Regions from separate parts of the Mus musculus genome. Here region 2 is linked to region 1. A link is a contact called in public Hi-C data. All regions are on one chromosome and are shown on one strand. The core of a region is the stretch at or near the end of the contact, and the rest is flanking DNA. Distances in the headings are between cores, read along the strand shown. Region 1 overlaps Trappc9 (trafficking protein particle complex 9). Region 2 overlaps Trappc9 (trafficking protein particle complex 9).

The links. A called contact is a pair of places that touch in the nucleus more often than the background predicts.
Region 2: a contact with region 1 is called in a Hi-C map of granulocyte-monocyte progenitors, with 2.7 times the contacts expected there. The contact joins two enhancer-like sites. A contact is called at or near these places in 1 of 39 promoter capture datasets (the C10 cell line), 2 of 15 datasets of contacts at CTCF or cohesin (large pre-B cells and pro-B cells), 30 of 484 Hi-C or Micro-C datasets (the C10 cell line, ECoMG myeloid progenitors, the G1E-ER4 cell line and 22 more), 7 of 115 datasets of contacts at active chromatin or transcription factors (DN3 thymocytes, the HPC-7 cell line, cardiomyocytes and 4 more) and 1 of 9 other capture datasets (embryonic stem cells).

What each region holds. Positions count from the first base shown.
Region 1 is chr15:72,925,005-72,931,868 of GRCm38.p6, reverse strand. It overlaps Trappc9 (trafficking protein particle complex 9), which reads left to right. Exons shown (of 22, transcript NM_180662.2): 15 at 6,211-6,363. Among named protein-coding and RNA genes, the nearest start is that of Gm31665, 44 kb to the left of the region's middle. Within about 2 kb of position 2,933, at least 102 of the 459 cell types and tissues checked have an H3K27ac peak or open chromatin away from gene starts, as enhancers often do. A contact at or near this core is called in bone marrow-derived macrophages and granulocyte-monocyte progenitors, where this site is marked.
Region 2 is chr15:73,014,966-73,021,829 of GRCm38.p6, reverse strand. The region is part of intron 6 of Trappc9 (trafficking protein particle complex 9); the gene reads left to right. Among named protein-coding and RNA genes, the nearest start is that of Trappc9, 43 kb to the left of the region's middle. RefSeq lists an enhancer at 1-1,411. Within about 2 kb of position 3,984, at least 16 of the 459 cell types and tissues checked have an H3K27ac peak or open chromatin away from gene starts, as enhancers often do. A contact at or near this core is called in bone marrow-derived macrophages and granulocyte-monocyte progenitors, where this site is marked.

The DNA of each region.
Region 1 (6,864 bases), core at 1,684-4,183:
TTGCCAAGTTTTATAACAAATTATTTAAAAGTAGAGGCCAGTTTTTAGTTCCCATGTAGGTGCTTGAGCACCCATGTCAAATATGTGAAAATACTTGTTAATGTTCAACATTATTTTAATATATTTGCTCTATGAAGCAAAGGGTAAATAGTATATCAAATTGTGTCAAGCAACATATGTTTGTAATTCAGAAGTAGTTACTAAGACAGTCAAAAGGCAGAATTTAGTTTAAATTCAGGAATGATCCATGCTTATCTCCTAGACTCATGGACAAAATAGAAAACCCGGAAGCCAGATTCTGCAAATACTTCCTTTTAACATTAAGGAAACTTAGTGTATGACTTTTGGGAAATATCTTGTCAGAGACACCTCCACTGGCCACATGCCATCTCCTGACATCACATCTGATGCTTTTAATCATAAATATGAAGATGCCCTAGTTTCCTGTAATATTTTAAACAGTCAAAAGTTAATAAAATTATCAGTTCACTTATACTGAATCCAAATGTGCTTATACTTAATTTCACCCTTTCCAAGCTTTGAAGCTCTGCTGTGTTGATTTGTGTTAATTAATCATCCATGTATAGTTCCCGTGACACTCAGTAAACACCACAGGTACAAACTGATGGCACTTCCGGGCAAAGCGGAACTGGACAGTCCCTTCTACTTTCTTATGACTGACTGCTTGGCCATGCCATCCAGGTGACCACTGACGTTCTTTAGTTTATGAGTCTAAGGACACCTGCCTATGGGAGTTTAAAAATTGACCTTCACAGAAGAAATTTAAAAGACTACATCTGCTGGGCGGTGGTGGCGCACACCTTTAATCCCTGCACTTGAGAGGCAGAGGCAGGCAGATTTCTGAGTTCGAGGCCAGCCTGATCTACAGAGTGAGTTCCAGGACAGTCAGGAATATACACAGAAACCCTGTCTTGAAAAAACCCAACCCAACCCAAAAAACCTACAAAACTACAACAACAACAAAACCCCCTATATCCGACAGATTGCTTTTTAGAAGTCACACCCATCATGTCTGTCATGCCGACGGCTGCAGTATACACGCTTGCTGAGAGTTGAGTGTTTTATCAGAAAGTGACGTCTCTGCTGGGCTTTGGTGGGTGAGATGCTGTGTGTCCCTTGCTTTTCTTACATGCACAGTGCAGTGTTCCTGCAATGAGAAGCTTCTCAGATGGTGAAGGTTTAAAGCAGCGTCCATTCCGTTCTTAGTGTGAAATCCCCGGCTTCACTGATGACACTAAGTGTCATCAGACTTGACATGGTCACCACCATCCCAGACGCTGCTGCGGGGAGCGGCGAGGGGCACAGACTATGTTACTGATTCTCATCGGTGGTGTTCCTAGAACGCAGACCACCCTGTTGGATTTTGAAAAACCCCTTTGGTCATTCCATTCTGCAGCCAGTAATGCAGGGAAGAGATGAGAACAGAGAGGCCGACTTGTAGAGCATGAAATCAGCGCCAGCTCCGATGCCTGGGCCGTTCAGCTTCTGTGTTGCTGCGGCCACAGAGCCTTCTTTTCACTCCAAATTACACCTGAGCTGTGTCTTAGAAATACTTTCATCACTTGGCACTGGCAGGAAATCAGCTGTTCCCTTCCCATGGGTTTGCTCGTTACTTGAATGTGTCATTCTTTAATCTCCAGAACTTAATACAGAAGTCAGTAGTGCAGTAAGACACCTCTCAGGTAAGCCACATGCTTGGTAAGGAAGGGCTGGGCTGCACGCAGGGCTTCTCATGGGACTTGGTTATTGGCCTTCAGTTGTGCGGGGCATGGGTGGTTGGTGACGCTCTGCTCTCCCCATACGATCCCCTGTTGGAGCGTGTGGGTGACAGTCCAGCCTGTGCACTCTCTCACTGTTGTCGCTCCTGCTCACTTTCGACTGCTTGACCTGTCCTGTGTTCAGCAAGGCGGCGTAGTGATCTCCTCTGGGTGCTCTCTCTTCTCAAACTTCCAGAGCAGATGCCCACATCTCGGGAGTAGCCGGAGCCTTGCCTGGCACCTCTCAGGCAAGCAGTGACCACTGCTTTGCTGGCTTAGAATGCATGAAGTCAACCAGCCCCATGGTCTGCCAGGTCTAGTAACTCACACAAGGGTTTGTCAAGCTGACTTCAAAAACACCATTGCGTGAGCCACACTTGAGGAAGGCAGGCATCTGTATAGGCCTTCTTGCTCCAGCTCTTCTTCCTAAGATGGTGGGCCTTCCTCCTTGTCCTTAGAAAGTACATTTCTAGCATGGTGAAGTTGAATGCTTCTGGGTATGTAAGACCACGTGGTGGAGCCTTGAAACAGTAGCAGTGGGAGGTAGAGAAGAACAGCTCTTCTGCTAGGGAGTGGAGCAGGCAGCCCTCCCCCGACCCCTGTTCCTGTCCACATGGAACCTGGGGCCAGAGCAGTCACAGGACCCAGGAGTCCAGTAATGAGATGGCAATGTACCATGCAGACGTCAGTCACCCCACTGATTTCCTGTCTTTTGGGCCCAGCCCGCTTCTGAGTCGTTATGCTATTTTTATATAATTACTGTTTTTAACATTATGGCCTTGCAGGGTGAGAGTTTAAAAAAAAAAATCAATATTGTAGACTGGTTTCTGCTTTGTGTCGTCAGAGAGCCCAGAGTCATGGGAAGTGAGGAGGGCCCTGCGTATTTGCTTCTTGCGGGTAGATGTGTTGCTGAGAGCAGGTTCCTGTGGCTCAGTGTGAACATGTGGGAAGGCTCCAAGGTCAGACTAGCCTCAGTGGACATTACAGCCTACATAGGCTCACCTACTTGGGTTTCAAGCGGCCTTGCCGTTTAGGGGCTGGCTCACCGCACCGCGTTCCTTGCTTTGATGGCAGCCTTTGCTCACATTTGAGATGGTTCTGTGCCACTCTTCTGCTTGTGGTGACACACAGGAGGCAGCAGGCACAGCTGTGCACAGCCCTACACTGTCAAGTGCTCAGGAAACAGGAGCGCTTCCTGCAGGCTGCCGCCGCCGCCGCCGCCACTGTTATCTTATGAAACACTTGGTTTGCTGCCTTCCTGGGCATCTCTTAGCCCAGTACTCAGTTGTCATTTGATGGTGCTAAGGATCAAACTTAGGCCCTTGACCATGCTGAGCTACACACATTTCTGTTCATTCTGCTTCCTGTTTTTTACTTTCTCTCTCTCTCTCTCTCTCTCTCTCTCTCTCTCTCTCTCTCTCTCTCTCTCTCTCTCTCTCTCTCTCTCTCTCTCTCTCTCTGTGTGTGTGTGTGTGTGTGTGTTGCTAGGTATTGGACCCAGGACCTTGTATATGCCAGGCAAGTGCTCTAACCCTAGGCTACACTCCAACACCTTCTTTCTTTCTTATTATTTTTGAGACATGCTCTTTTTCTGTTATCCAGGCTAGCCTAGAACTCATGATGTAGCCCAGGCTAGCCTCATTTGGCAATCCTCCTGCTGCTCTCAGCCTCCTATGCCCAGGGTGGGGTGGAGTGGGATGGGGTGTCTTAGTGTGAACCATTATACCTTGCTTTTGCTTTATTTTAACCCGGGGACTTTATTTTTATTTTTACTTTTTTATTTACCTGTTACTTGCTGCAGACCTGTTTTTGTTTTTCTGGCTTACATATATATGGTCTTTATCTGGTACTGATTTCTAGACAGAGCTTTAAGGAGCCGGTTGGCAGCAAGTTGGGGTCCCCAGGGAGCTTGGAGTGTGGCAGCACACTGGACTGTGTGCAGCACAGCATATCCACAAAAGCAGAGGCCAGGACAGAGGCCATAGGGAAATCTCACTCTTGCCTTTTCTGCTGTCTCTGCTGGGTACCCGTCTGTTCTCTGTTCACCATTTCCTCTTCTTACCCAGCTCCTCCACAAACCTGTGTCAAGCAGCGTCTCCCCACCTTGGCTCATGCTGGTCACGGGGGCCCCATGTGTGTCTGACCCAGGCCCCCACCTGTCTGTCTGTGAACATATCCATGTGCTTAGAATCTGGCTGACCCCTGATGCCTTCCTTGATCTACAGCTCTGGCCTTCATCCCTGGGTACAGTGCGCATTACTTTTGGGTAAGGGCTTTCCCAGTTCCTTTCAGAAGGACTAGCCATGTCGCTCCCACTATACCTGGCAGCTTACACTTACTTTGCTTGATTATGTGTTCTTCAACAGCCCGGCATTTATTTACATTCTATGAGGTTGCTGTGCCAGCACACGAATAACGCATGGCGCCCGTCCCCAGGAGCTCACAGTTCAGCGTGGGAGTCAGGCAGATGCTCACAGAGCTCTGGCTGACTGAATACCTTGTGTTGTTTTAGCTCCGTGTGACTGACCACAGAAAATGGACCTGCAGCTGTGCTTGCTCAGAAGATGTCAAAACTCACAAATGATATCCAGCCTAGTGCCTACTTGCACACGGACAGGATGGCGGTGGTGTTTTGTCTAGTTTGGCATTTTAATAGCAAATTCTGGGGTCCTGCTGGAGCAGTCAGCAATACAAGCTGATCTCTAGACAGGGTGACATGCCTCACAAACAGTGTGTGCCTGGCTCACTGGGGGTACAGATCAGAAGGAAATGAGATGGGGGGTGGGGATGCAGGAGTTAGGGTTGGAGAGAGTTTTTAATGTTACTTTTCCAGAAGGTCGTTTGCATGCTTGGTGTGTTGTGTCTCTGCCAGGAAACTGAAATGAGGAAAGAAGACCACCACTTAAGGCTGAAGTGGGTACCATTTCACAGGCCTTGTGCATGGTTCAACAAGGCTAAAGTAGGCACCATTTCACAGGCCTTGTCTAGGGTTCAACAAGTGGGCATAGGGAGGAGCCTATTGCGCAGCTGCTTGCGGGACCCTGGCTATCCCCATTTCTATTGCCTGAAGTATGAAAGTTCGTGGGGACAGGAACCATGTGGATTTGGTCACATGGTTCTATGGTCTCCTCATCATGGATGCACCTGCCCAGCTTGTACAGGCGGTGTCCCCAGACAGCGCTGAGGCAGGGTGTGGAAGCCCTGGGACCTTCATAGTTCATTTAAACACAACTGTGGTCTCAGAGGAAACCTTTTTAAGAAACAAAAAGCCACCCGAGTAGACAAGAAGAGCACGCCATGTTTATAGTTTGAGTATACCATGTTTATAGTTTTCCGAGGTATTCCCTCTGCCCTGTTAGTTATTCATCTTGATTGACAGGACAGGTGGTTGAGAGAACTGTTTCGTATTTTGTTTTGTTTTTTTTTTTGTTTGTTTTTTGCAAATCTGGGACTCTAAGAGGATAGTGAGTTTTATTTTAGTTCTAGGTAGCTGATTAATTCAGCAGACAGTTATCGAGCCTGTTTGGTGTTCAACAGGAGCAGCAGTTCTTCAGGAATCTTCGTATTGAGTGGAAGCTGGCTTCTCCTCCGGAACAGTCTTAGAAACCCTTCTGGTTTTGTCCAACCCTGCCCCTCTCCTCAACCAGGCCTTTATCCTTTCCAGAGCAGAGGCCACATCTCCCAGAGCCAAGGCTATCCATTTCTGTGTGCTGGCAGTTTGCTGTCGGCTGAGTGGGTCGGGTGTAGTGACTTGGAGCCACCTTTGTGTCCCACACCGAAGCACTTCCCTGGTCCTAGGCTGGTGTACTGAGATGTTATATAGCTCCATTTTACCTCACAAAATTGAACCCTGGCCCCATCTTGGGAGTGACAGAGGAAGTGTGACTGTACTCATGCAAAGAGCTGAGGGGACCAGTGTTGGGGTTCATTTCAGGGATGTGAGCCCAGGGCTCACATGCTTGATTGAGTATTGATTTGTGTTCCACTTTCTTTCCTCGAGTTACTTACACACACACACACACACACACACACACACACTTTCTTTGAGGTTCTCCTAGGGGATTCTTTGAGCTTCAGTGTTAATGCTGGTTAGGTTCGAGTCCCAGGTAAGTGGAGAGGCTGTAATACAGTAGAAAGGGTATTGTCCTCCTGGTATCGCTCTGTGCTTTCTAATCTACCTTCCCCCTCCCCTCCCCTCCCCTCCCCTCCTCTCCCCTCCCCTCCCCTCCCCTCCCGCCTTTCTTTCTGATTGAGACAGGGTATCACGTAGCTTTGCAGCCCCTCATGGTCTCCTGATTCTGGAAGGCCTTGCCCTTTGATCACCCACCATGCAATGCTGGCTTTTCCTTTGCCTTTGTGTCTCCTGGGGGACAGGTAAGCCTCAGGCAGCCTGGAGCATGTCCTCCTCCTCACTTCTGTGTTCTCATTGCAGAAAAGTTGTATGGCGACTTCTTGAGCTGGAAACTGGAAGAGACGCTGGCCCAGTTTCCCCTGCAGCCCGGGAAGGTGGCTACTTTCACCATCAACATCAAGGCAAAGCTGGATTTCTCTTGCCAGGAGAATCTTCTCCAGGACCTGAGTGATGGTGAGCCTGCCCTCAAGTCAGTCATTTGCGTGCCAGTTGTTAGCTCCAGCTGCCTGGACTTGTCCCCACCCCCTCCCGCTGTTAGTAGTGAGTTACTGTGTGTATCGTAAGGAGAGTGTATTTCAGCTAAATGGTTTCTTAATGCTCCCCATTGACTGTTTTGTTGTCATTTGCAGGGAGGTCACCTGAAATGTGTGGACTGTAAGAATTGCAGTTTTCAGTGTAACTGCAGCTGTGATAAAGTGTTCCCTCAGAGCCTGTGCTTGTCTAGCAGTCTGGGACAGCGGGAATCCCTCACAGCATGAGCTCAGAGCAGCTAGGCATGCTAGTTCAGACTCCTTACACCGAGTTACAAAGCCTGCATCCAGACACTGGGGGCCTGGTTGAGTGTATGAGTCAGCCTGGGCTACTGTTGCAGCAGTCCTAGATGAAGTGGCTTACACCAGCTCCTTAGTCCTTATGGACCTGGGGCCTGAGGTCAGGGTTTCAGGCTCTTTTCCT
Region 2 (6,864 bases), core at 2,735-5,234, 89 kb before region 1:
AAGTGAGTCAGATCTACAGAAACAAAGACCACGCTCCCATTGGATACCTTCTGCGGAGGAGCAGCTCGGGAGGCCTTCATCCCAGGAGCATAAGCACTGTTGCAATGTAGAGCAAGGTGCAACAAAGAAAGATGCACAGGCTGCGATGACTGTCTCCCCTGTAGCTGGCTGGTGGGGCTTGTGGCGGCTCCATCTGGTGCTGAGCAGACCCTGAGAAAGGTCTCGTCAGTTCCTTTCCTCACCACTTGCAGCCAGTTTTAAAGACAGGGAAACTGAGGGGTGAGACCCAGCTCAGCTCACAAAGTCTCCCATTGTTCTTTCAGTCCCCCTCGCTCCCTCGCTTGTGTGATTCCAAAAGCCCAACCCGGTGGCAGCTCCCCTCCCCCACCCTAGGCTGCCTGAGGGACTGAATACATTTTTGTTTTCAACAGAAAATGGCAGGTGACCTTACGAGAAAGTGCTACTGAGGAAGTGTCTGGAAAACTAGACCAGCTTCTGAGGGTCGCAGCGTGGCCCCGTCCTCCGCCTCCTCACATCTCTAAGTTCCAGAACAATTGGTGCCCTTTAAAACATTCTCCTTTATGAGACTTTAGAGGGGACTTTCAACCTCTTTGTCTTTGGTTAATTTTCTTTGCAAAGCCATTCAGATTTTATGCAGGCTACTCTGTTCAGATGCAAGAACAGCCTCCTCCTCCTCGGATTTCTTTTTTGATGGGTTTCCTTAATGAAGCTGTTGCTAAGGAAACCCTGCAAGAGCCTGGTAGGCACCAGAGTGACTGCATCCCTAGTGCTCCTGTCAGGTTGAGCTCAGAGTCAGAAGGGTGGGAGAGTGGGGAAGGGTGTCATCTGGGGAAGGGGCTGAGGTAATGCTGTGACAGGTCAAAGCTGGCCAACTGGCCAATGGCTTCCAGGGCCAGTCAGTCCGTGGGGGAACTGTGGGGGAACCGTGGGGGGATCCACAGCTCTTACAAGGAAACCATTGAATGGGGGGGGGTGGAGAAGGAAGGTCACCTGCTAGATTCCTTTCTGGAATTGAGAGGAGAGAGAGAGAGAACTGAGAAATTTCTGGTCTAACAGGATTCTGGTGTGTGGCTTGACTAAGAGTCCAGGAGAGTGGAAGTCTGTGAGGACAGTGAGGGGGGCTCAGTCATTCCAGAGCCAGGGGTCTGCAGAGACCCCTTGGGGGCCAGCTCTGCTCTACCCCCTCCCCTCCCCCTCCCAACTTGGAAAGGCACTGCCCATTGAGCTGAGTTTCAAATCTCCACTCTAACCAGAAAAGGTGATAAAAGAAGCCAGACCTCAGTGCCCTGCAGGCAGCTGTAATTTTTAAGGAGGGGTGAGAGGGATACTTGGGAATTCCTCTTTGGAGACTTGCAAGTCACTTTGGTCTCATGGGCTTGGGGAATCTTGGCTTTCCCTCTCCGCTTTAGCAGTTAGGAACCTTAGCATCAAGTCTACAGATACCTTAATAATTACACCCACTTCCTGGCAGGCATTTTTCTGATCGAACCTTCCTCTGGTTTTATTTAACTATAATCTCATTTTTTTCACCTTGATTTTTTTTTTTTATATTTTGGCTGTTACTGCTCTTAAATTGTGTGTGTTTAAAAAATTGATTTTACATTCTTCTTTAGAACAAGGCAGAATGTAAACAGATGCAGGCACGGAGAGTAGCGCAGGCGCACTGCAGACACAGAGAGAACCGCAGGCACACTGCTTTTGGAGGTTCCAGGGTATTTACCTTAGGAGGTTACAGCTGAGGTGAATGTTAAAACTGTGTTTTCAGTAGGCGAGTCTGGTAATACACGCAGACTCTGGAGAAGGGATGGGGGCTTATTCATCTCTCTGTGCAGGCACAGTGCTTGTCAGAGAAGAGACACTTATTAATCTCTGACGCATGATTCATCCGGCTGCTCTCTCCAGTGTCGGCACCGCTCCGAGCAATGACAGCGGTGACCATTGGTAGGGATGCAAGGTGTCCCACGAAGAGCTCCACAACCTTTCTGCGTTTAACACTTCAAGGCCCTCCTGTGAGGAATTGTTTTTATTAGTTCATATTTGTTATGCACAGCAGACTTGGTTTTTATTCGGGAGAGCTTCAAGGCTCTGGAAGATTGCTAGAGTGGTGCAGCCAACACTGGGATGCCCACTGGCTAGAGGGTGGTGCCTGCCCTCGGCACCCAGCTAGCTTGCCTGGCACAGGTTTGCAAGTTTGTTCCCATCATAGTGGAAGTCAGTACCTATTTCCTTTCTGTGGCCAGATACTAGCCACTCTTTTTTATAGGTCTGGCTTTTCCTTTTATGCACCAGTGGACAGCAGGGGCTGCTGCCTCCTCCTCCTCCTCCTCCTCCTCCTCCTCCTCCTCCTCCTCCTCCTCCTCCTCCATCTCCTCCTCCTCCTTCTGGCTGTTGAAAGATGCTACCGTGAACACTGACATGCAGGTTTTGTGGAATGTGTTTTCACTCCGTGTGGGATGTACATTTGGGCCATATCCCACTCTGCAGCGTTTTGAGGCACTGTCAGATTGCTGAGGATGGCTACCACCAGGATCTGAGGGCTCCATTCTCCATTCAGGAGGCCCTGAATAGGTGGGACCTGCATCTTTGACTGCAGCTGCTGTAGTAGCAAGAAGGGAAGGAGGGATTCGTGGCTCTGGTTTAATCTGCATTTCCCTCGTGCCCCGTGTTGTTGAGCATCTTCTCCTGTGCTGACCGGCCATCCACACATTTCCATTACAGTCCTTTGCAGCCTTTACTGTCTTTGGAGCCAGGGATTGAACTCAGAGTCTCATGCACATTGAACACAAACTGTACCACCCAGACCATCAATCCTTCGCTGGCTCTGCATGTTGTATGGATGTAGGAGCTCTTAGTGTGATCCAGAGGGTGCATTCTTGTCAGGTCTCCGCTCTGCAGGAACGTGCACCATTTCATTTGTCTTTTGAGAGAGACGACACTCTTGTTTTCTTGCTCAGACTGGTCTTCAATTCTAAGGCTCGAGGGATGGGCACATTTCATCCTCCAAGTGGCTGAGACACCTGAGTGTCCACCACCATGGCCCTGCCCACTTGTGACGTCTTTCACAGACATGCCTTTCTTCCTTTGATGGAATCCAGTTTCTCTGCATGTTATGTTAGCACACCGCATATGCTTTTGGTGTGGTTCAGGAGAGATCACTGAGCCCAAAGCTCCACTGTTTGCTTTTTGACAGGATGTGTCTATGTAGCCCAGGCTGGTCTCATACTTGCTATGTAGACCAGGCTATCCTCAAAGTCTGGGCCTTCTGCTCCAGCTTTCCAAGAGCTGGGATTATAAGCACGTGTCACCATGCTTGATCTTTTATGGTAAATTTAGTGTTGGAAATTTATCTTTTTCAAGATTTTTTTTTCCTGACTCTTCTGGGTGTCTTCCATTTCCATATGAAGTTTAGGATAAACCTGTTAGTTTTTTCAAAGAAGCCAGCAAGGATTTGGATGCTGACTTCATTGCCTCTGTAGGCGAATCTGGGGAGTTTAGCCATAGTAACCATCATAGTGGTATGCACCTGTGACCACAGCACTCTGTAGGATGTAGGAGGAGGGTGGAGAGTTCAGGGCTACTCTGGTTACAGAGTGAGTTCTAGACTAGCCTAGGCGACATAGCTCTGTCTCAGCTCTTCCAATCTCCCTAAAAAGCAAAACAAACCACATTGTCTTTCATCCTATGAATAGAGAGTGTCTGTATAAAGAGCTGAAATCACCGCCCCCCATTCTCTTTCCTTTCTTCTCATCCCTCTTGCCTTCCCCCCTCCTCTTCTCTTCCACCTCCACCTTTTCCTCCCTTTTCCCCTCCCTTCTCTGCCTCTTCCCAGCACAGGGGATTGAACCCTCAGATTCACACATAGCAGGCAAAGAGCTCCACTCATGAACCGCAGAGCCGCAGTCTCAGCCCAGGGGGATCCCTCAGCCCCCTCCATGGCTTCCTGCTGCAATGGCGGTTTCTTTTTTAGTTTCTGGTTTTGCTTCCCTTGTTTGTATTTCGCATGTTCACTTCCTGTTTTATCTCATTGCCTGGGTTAGATGACGTGTTTTTGGGAATTTCCAGTTGAAGGTAGATTATCGTCCCATTTTCTGAATTCAGTACTTTTCTTAGTTTTCAACATTTTTTTCAAGGTTCTGTCTATTTGGAACTGTAGCTTAAAAACAAATTCATAAAGATTTCAGTCCAGCGAAGAATTCCTTATAAAGCAGGCAGAATTGGGAAAGTGATCTGTTTTAGCTCTTTTAGCTTTTTCTCTTTTAATGTATATAAAAGAAACTTAATTTTCTAAACTTAAAGAAGTGTTTTTAGGTAGGCATCGCTCTGTGCTGCCCACGCTGATCTGCTCTGGGACTCAAGTGACTCTTCTGTTCTAGCCTTTAGGTACCTCACTGGTCCTACTGTGTGCACCACTATGTCAGGCTAAGTGGACATTATGTGTAGTTTTGAATATGTAATCTCTCTGTGTGGTAGCTGCAGATATTATGTAGAAAACACAGTGTGTCTGTGTCTTGTATTCTGGAGAGTGTGCAGGCGAGTTGTGTCCCAAAGCTCCTTCCCATGATGCTTTGGCCTTTAGAGCTCTGTCGCTTTTTGCAGTTTCAAAGGCATTCCTGGCCGACTCATTTAGTTATAACCTGTGATTTTAAAAGTCTATCCACAGAGGCTGGAGAGACAGCTCAGATGTTAGGAGCGCCTGCTGCTTTTGCATAGGATAGGAGTTCAGTTCCCAGCAACCGTATCTCGTGGGTTACAGCCACCCTGTAATTCCAATTCCAGAGGATCTTAGGCTTCCTTCTGACCTCCGTGGGGCACCCGTATTCATGATTCATGTGCACACGCACACACACCTCTCACATGTCTTCAGTGACAGTCAAATGCCCTGTTGTTTTGAACACCTACTGAGAACTGTAGACCTTTCCTAAATGTCCACATTACTTCATTTTAGCCTTTCCAGCCACCAAAAACATTAGACTATGCCCTCTTTCTCCAAGAGGCAAAATGGCAGAGCTGGCTACTTGATGGACTATGGCTCAGTGTGCTAACTGCACTGTGCTGCCCTCTGCTCTGCCCTGCCAGACTGTTCCAACAACGCCACCACCTTCCTTCTGATGTTGGAACGAAGCGGGTCTCCGCTTACTTTGCATTTGGAACTGGACTGGTGAGCTGATACCAATGACTAAGGCCTCTCAGCTTGAGTGTCTTCGAGATGCTTCTGCTAGAAATTTGCATAAACATCTGGGCCCTGGACTCAGAGGTTGTGACTACTCAGCCTGCTGAAAAATCAGGACAAGGATGTGCTGATTAATGCCCCCCCCCCTCCCGCCGCAGGCCAGGGGTTCAGGCATGAGTGTGGGGATTTGATTGCATCTCAAGATTTTGCCTGGGACCATTTTGTACTCTCTCAGATCCTCTCAAGGTTGCTGCCCACGTTAGCCCGGCACAGCTTTGTCCCCAGGCTTCCAGGACTTGTGTCATCTGGAAGTCCATGGCACACAGTGCTAGAAACCAGCTGTGCCCAGGCTTTCTCCCGGGGGAACCTTTCTAGGGTCTGAAGTCATTTCAGTTCCATCTGTAGGGAAGGCTCACCATTTGCCACCATGTTACATTCATATGGCAGGAAGAAGGAGAGTCTAGATTACAGGACTGTTCCAGTCTTCCATCTGTGATAGGTCCCATGAGAACCATGGAGCACGGTGACCAAGGTTTGGGCCCTCAGTTTCCTGTCTCTTGGATTTAGCCACAAGGGCCCCAGCTGAGGCCACCATCACAAGTATCTGTTGTCATGTTCAGGAGGCAGGCTGTCAGGTGAGGGGCTGGGGGTCTCCCAGTACCTGATGGAGGCAGTCAACATGTTTGCCTCTCTTTTATCTCTCTCTTTGTCCCCTGTCACGGCTGACACTAGCACACAGGAGTCCTTCTGAAGCAAGGCTGAGTCCTGTGCAGGTTTGAGTGACCACATACTGGAGACCCAATCAAAACACATGCGGAAGCATTCAGTAGATTGTTGAGACCTAAGGTTTCTTAGACCAAGGGCACAGGGAACTGACCGAGCGACAAGGCATTGATCACGTGAGCTCTTTCACATGAGTTGCCTCTGCTTATCAGAAGATTCTCTTAGGAAAAACAATGGCATCAGACCAGGGGAAAATATTCTCCAAACATGGATGACTAAAGACTCAGGTTTGGAACCTGAAGAATGAGCCCAGCTCCCAGTTCCGTAGTAAGACGAACGACCTAATTTTAAAAACTGCCAGAAGCTTTGAACAAATACTTCACAAAGGGAGATACAAGTGTGGCCAGTTAATCATAGGGAAGGGTGCTCAGCGCCTGCTTATCAGGGAACTGCCAAGCAACTCCAGCAGAATGGCAAAAGCCACAGGCACCCGTGACATCAAACCATCTGTGTGTGCATGAAGCACCGTGGTCCTTGCATGTCCTCCCTGTGAGCGGGAACTGATGTTACCACTCTGGAAGAGTCTGGCTGCCCCAGGGCAGGGGGAAGAGGCTCAGTGCGAACAGTGCAGGACAGGACTGATACTGTGAGGCTATGTGTGGGAACACACCATCAGGATAGCTTCTAGGAGATGTGTGAGCTGGGGCACCCCATACCCCAGAGCCTCTGAGTTTGCCTAGCTCTTGTAGGCCGTTGTCTAAAGTATTCACCATATGTGCAGTACATAGTCTGTTTCTCTGCCTTCCTATTTACTGGAATGTTCCCCATAGATTCTAAGCTGGGCATCTGTCTGTTAGTGCACAGGCCCCAAGGGAGGGGCAGTAGTAGGTACCTGCAAGTAAAGAAACCTGGGGTTGGCCTTGCTTTCTCTGAGTGGGCGTGGTCGGAAT